2 separate regions of the Canis lupus genome follow, and region 1 is linked to region 2. A link is a contact called in public Hi-C data. All regions are on one chromosome and are shown on one strand. The core of a region is the stretch at or near the end of the contact, and the rest is flanking DNA. Distances in the headings are between cores, read along the strand shown.

Region 1 (2,704 bases), core at 97-2,596, 180 kb before region 2:
CCATGGCTCCAACTCAAATAAAATCAAGTTCTCCTCTCCTAAGTTTTAAGAGAAAACTTTTGGGCAGCCTGGGCGGCTCAGTGGTTTAGCGCCTGCCTTCAGCCCAGGGCCTGATCCTGGAGACCCGGGATGGAGTCCACGTCAGGCCCCCTGCATGGAGCCTGCTTCCCCCTCTGCCTGTGTCTGTGTCTCTGCCTCTCTCTCTCATGAATAAATAAATAAAATAAAATAAAATAAAAAGAGAGAGAGAGAGAGAAAATTTCTCTTTAGATTTTCTGGTTGGGAAGTTATGGTACGTTCGTTCATCCGAAGAGAACGTTTCTCATTTTTGGAAACCACTGTTTTGCGGAAGCCCTAAAGCTTAGTCTGCCCATTGGGCCATCCGGCGCGAAGTCTTCAGATTTTTCTAGCCTTACAGGGATGCAGTTCGGCAACTCATTTTCAAGAGCACATGTCCTAAATAGCTGGGAGAAGAGAAGTGGCAAGAACTGTCTCCCATACCTTTAGTATCACAACATTTTATAGCTAGAAGATGTGTTTTACGATGATCTTCTTAGCGCCTACTTTACAGACAGAGGAGAGAGGGCTGCAAGTTCCCATGACCTAGGGTGGCCCAGTGAGGATTGGAACCTGGTAGGGTAGGGTGGGCCCTACCGCACTATACCCGCTGGATGTTGCGGTGCTTCCTAAGACAAGCATGTAGGGGAAGCCAGGGAGGACGCACGTTTACCTGGAGCAAACGGGGAAGGCAGGAACCACGCGGGGTTCCACGCGGCAGCGCCCCGCACTCATCAAAGTTGTTTGGAGGAATGATGGGGAAGGAGGGAGGTAGGAAGGAGGTAGGAGGGCAGCCTGGACGGGCTGGCGTGGTGCCAAGGCTAACGCGGGGGTGCGGGACTCGAACTGCCGTCGGCCCCGGCTCCTCCGCGCGGCCGGAGAGCGATGCTGGCAAGTACGGCAGGTGCCGTCACCCCCGGGCTCCCCCCGCACGCGCCCCGGGCCGCTCGGTGTCCCGTGCAGGCCGCCCTCCGCCCTCCGCCGCCCGGGGCGCACCTGCCGGCGCGGCACCTGCTCCCCCTCCCATCAGCCCCCCCCCCCCCCCCCCCCGGCGGGGCCAACGCGGGCGCCCGCTGTCCGACAGCTCGGGGCGGGGGGCGGGGGGCGGGTTGTGTTTTGTTCTGTCGTTTCCTCCTGCACGTGCCCGGCTCCGTGGTTTTCCGACACCGCCGGGTCCCGAGACACCGCCCTCCCCGAAACTCCGCGGGCGCCGGGCGGGGCGGCGGGCGGCGGGCGCCGGAGAAGGGGCGGCCCCCGGCGGGCTCCCGCGCAGCACGGTCCGCGGGCGGGCGGGCGGGCGGGCGCAGCGGAACCCGAGGGCGGCGGCGCCGCGGTTTCCCTTAAAGGCGCGGGGGAAGCGTGAGGGAGCACACAGGAAGCCGGGGCGGCGAGCGGGAGCGGCCGGGTGAGCGGCGCGGGGCCGGGGCCGGGGCCGGGGCGAGCGGCGGGGCCCGCGGGAGGCCTCTGGGGGGTGGGGCGGAGCGGCGGGGGCGCCCCCGGGGCCGGAGGATGGGGGCGGGGCGGCGGGGGGCCTCCCCCGGGGCCGGGGGTGCGGCCGGGGCTGCCTCAGAGCGGGGGGCGGGGCGGAGCGGAGCGGCGGGAGCCGCCCCTGGGGTCGGGGTGGGGGCGGGGCCGGGGTCCCGGGGGTCCCCCTGGGAGTCAGCTGGCCTGGGAGCTGGGCCCCGAGCCGTCGCTGCCCTGGGCGACTCCCCCGCCCCCTGTCCCCTCTGGGCCTTTCCGGGCGGTTTGGTGGATGGGTCGGTTCATTCATTCCTGGTGCTTTACCTGGTTGTGTTTGCTGGAGGCGCCTGCCCACCAGAAATTGGGAGGGTTTTTTTTTTTTTTTAAATATTTTGTTTATTTATTCATGAGAGGCAGAGAGGCAGAGACCCAGGCAGAGGGCGAAGCAGGCTCCACGCAGGGAGCCCGACGCGGGACTCGATCCCGGGTCCCCAGGGTCACGCCCTGGGCCGAAGGCACGTGCTCGACCCCTGAGCCACCCGGAGGCCCCAGACGCGAGATGTTCATTTGAACGCATCACATTCAGATCTTACCCGAGATTGAGGAGTAAGAATACTGCTGGGTACTTAGAGGAAGTATGCACCGCTGGTTAATAGAGTGCACATTGCCGTGACAACTTAGATACAGATGAGATCTTTTTATCCAGATCACTTAATCAGAGCAGGTGTTGTATCCTCATTTTACTATCGAGTAACGTGGGTTCACAGCCCCAGCAGGTGTGATTTTTGCAGCCAGCTGAGTTGATCAGAGCAGATGCCGTCTTCCCATTTTACGAACAGGGAAAGGGAGGTGGAGGCCGAATGACTTACCCAGGTTCTCACCGCCTGGAAGTGAGAGAGCTGCCCTGGCATCTAGGCCTCAGGATCCTCGCACCGCTGCTCATTCCGCTATACTCGCTTGCCTGCGAAAAAAGTGTTTCCACATTTTTGTGAATGAAGCACTGTTCTGTAACAAAAAAGGAGTTCCATTGGCTCGTGGATGGCCTGTAAACAGACTTTTTTTTTTTTTTATCAACTCTCAGGTTGTTCTCTAACAGTATTGGCATACCCCCCGCCCCCCCCCCCATCCTTGCCTCCGGTGGTTTTTGGACCTCCTCCACACGGACAAGGCCCAGATCTCTATCTCC
Region 2 (2,864 bases), core at 123-2,622:
CTTTTGAGACAAAAATGGGCCAGTGAGGACCTCTCTAGGTATAGGGTCCCCAGATGGCAATTTGCTTGTTAGACTGGTCTGGCGGGGAACCCAGGACAGGCCCCCGGGGCCAGCAGAGGAGAGGCCTGGGGAGGCCGCCTCTGGCCCAGGTCCTGCAACCTGGACCACCCCAGTACCCTCCCACTGAGCAGGACCCAGGCTGACGGTGCCAAGAAACACAGCAACCAAGCTCAAGGACACTTTAATGCAATATTTTAAAGATATTAAAATTAGGGCAGCCTGGGTGGCTCAGCGGTTTAGCTCCACCTTCAGCCCAGGGCCTGACCCCGGGGGCCAGGGGTTGAGTCCCATGTGGGGCTCCCTGCATGGAGCCTGCTTCTCCCTCTGCCTGTGTCTCTGCCTCTCTCTGTGTGTCTCATGAATAAATAAATAAAATCTTAAAAAAGAAAAAAAAAACAAAGATTGCAACTTGGTTAAGAGACATGGTCGCACATGCAAGGCCCACGGCTGGAAAGAAGGAAAGCATAATAAGTAGATTGCTGTAAATATTATGCATCAATTTACTTCCAGGGAAGCCAGGAAAGTAGAACTACACTGACTTCTGGTTTTGGCATAAATAATATAAACTTAATGGGGTGCGTTTTAATAAACCTTCTCTTCGAATTTTCGATATTCAAGTATTTTAATATCATGGAATTTTTTTTTTTTTTTTTGGTGGGGGAGGTATATGTAAAAACGAACGTTTTTTTTTCCCCCCTCTTGTGCCTCAGGATTCAATATGGCTCAGAATTTAATTAAAATTTTGCTTTTTTTTTAAAAAAAATTATTTTTATTTTTATTTTTTGTTCATCACAGATTTCTTTTTTGAACTAACATTCTTAAAAATCTCACCCTGACTCTTCCTGAAATATTATTTTGATCGCCAATTTTTTTTTTTTTTTTTTTTTTTTTGCATCCCCTTAATTTTTCCTTTCTCAGCTCGACTTCCTCCCCCGGGTTTCCCCGCTGCAGGCCTGCCTGGACCTGCGCAGGCTCCCCCCGCAGGCGGAGCATCCTTTGCCCTCGCCCACCTCGGCCCCTCCTGGGCCACAGGGGAAGCTCGTCCAATCATTTCATTTTATTAGAAACTTGAAATCACTTCCGCTACTCACCGCTCGGCGGCGTTGCCTCATCCGCTTCCGCCCGGAGGTGGAAAAAAAAAAAAAAAAAAAAAAAAAGAAGCTGGCGGAACTACCGCGTCGCTTCCGGAAGCGCTGCCCGGAGCGTTTCTACGACGCACGCCGCAGCCGTTCCGCGTTCTCATTCCTCTCGCGAGGCGTGCGTTCTCCCTGTCCCCCGGAAGTGCTTGTGGCGGTGACGCTGAACCCGCGAGAGCTTCCGGTGCGGGAGGGGGCGAGCGGGAGCTCGTCGCTGCTGATGGCGAGGAGGTGCTGCGGCTGCTGTGTGTGTGTCTCGGCTCTTCTTCTCCCCCGTGCGGAGGACTTCAGGGTTTTCTGTCACTTCCCAGGTCCTTTTACGGGGTGGGTTAGGAGCGCCACCTTTGGGAAGGGGACCCGCCCGTCCCTGCGGGGAGGCCGGGGCCGGGGGGGTGGGGGGGAGTCCCGGGGTCTCCGTGGGCTTTGCCACCGGCATGGAGGGCGGTGATTTTAGCAGCTCCAGGTTTCAGATTTACATCCCTTGGTGACGTTGTCATACTTGGTGGGCCTCCACTATGGGTCAGGAACAAACTTAGGAGCGTTGGATGTGGCAGTCAATATAAATCAGCCCTGGGAAGGGGGGGGGCTTGCATTTTTATTTTCTTACATATATATATATTTTTAATTGGGAACTCAAGGGGGCTTGCATTTTGCTGGAATTTGAGAAGACCGTGGAATGCGAGTGGGGAAAAAAAAATCAGTTTTTTTTTTTTTTTGGTAGGAGTTAGAGGAAGAAGCAAGGGGAGTAAAAACGACTTCAACTTCTTTTTTTTTTTTTTTTCATTTGAGAGGAAGAGTCCTGGTAAAATGTGCAGGGATGTTTATGGTCGCGAGGGGGACTGCGTAAAATTAGGAATGTAGTCGGGACGTTAGGATTAGTGGGTTTGTGCTCTTGCTCTAAGTGACATCTCTCTCTCTCTCTTTTTTTCCAGGGGAAGACCACACACTACACTGTAGGAAAAGCAAATAGAAGCCATGTTTCGAAGACCCGTATTACAGGTAATCAGTCGCTTCTCCGTGATGGTGTTGAGATGCGTTCTCGTCCAGCACAGGTGATGAGGCTTCTTCAGGGTTTTGACCTCGGTAGGCGAAGGACCTACGAGAGGGAGATGTGTACTCCTTTGCTAGGATCAGGGGCAGATTTCATCTGAGTAAATGCTGTTCTCAAAGACAACAAAGGTTTTCCAGCTTGCCTATATAACGGGAGTCAATTTTTTATTTTTATTTTTTATTTATTTTTTTGGGGGGGAGTCAATTTTTTAAAACACGTAACTTGCGTTTACATCAGTTACAGAGCCTTTACTGTCTTGCGTGAGCTAAAGACTAGGAGAGTCATTTCCAGCATTCTTCTCTGAGGCATGCGGTTCCTTTTTTTTTTTTTTTTTTTTTTTCTTTTTTCTTTTAAAGATTTTTTTTATTTATTCATGGGAGACACAGGCAGAGGGAGAAGCAGGCTCCGTGCAGGGAGCCCGATGCGGGACTTGATCCCGGGTCTCCAGGATCACACCCTGGGCTGAAGGCTGGTGCTCAACTGCTGAGCCACCCGGGCTGCCCATGGGGTTCCTTTTTTGACCACCGGCCTCCCCCGCCCTCATCTTTCCACCCCATCTCCCTGTGCTAAGGGCTGCAGCGGAAGTCAGCCGTCAGCGCAGATGTGCTCCCTCCCAC

Evidence for each region. A called contact is a pair of places that touch in the nucleus more often than the background predicts.
Region 1: a contact with region 2 is called in a Hi-C map of blood, with 8 times the contacts expected there. The contact joins the promoter of AGK here to the promoter of SSBP1 in region 2. A contact is called at or near these places in 2 of 9 Hi-C or Micro-C datasets (both in blood).

Annotation. Positions count from the first base shown.
Region 1 is chr16:7,421,058-7,423,761 of UU_Cfam_GSD_1.0, reverse strand. AGK (acylglycerol kinase, mitochondrial) reads left to right here and starts at 1,346. Exons shown (of 20, transcript XR_005371229.1): 1 at 1,346-1,462.
Region 2 is chr16:7,244,995-7,247,858 of UU_Cfam_GSD_1.0, reverse strand. SSBP1 (single stranded DNA binding protein 1) reads left to right here and starts at 1,372. Exons shown (of 7, transcript NM_001252279.1): 1 at 1,372-1,507; 2 at 2,129-2,195. The coding sequence starts at 2,172.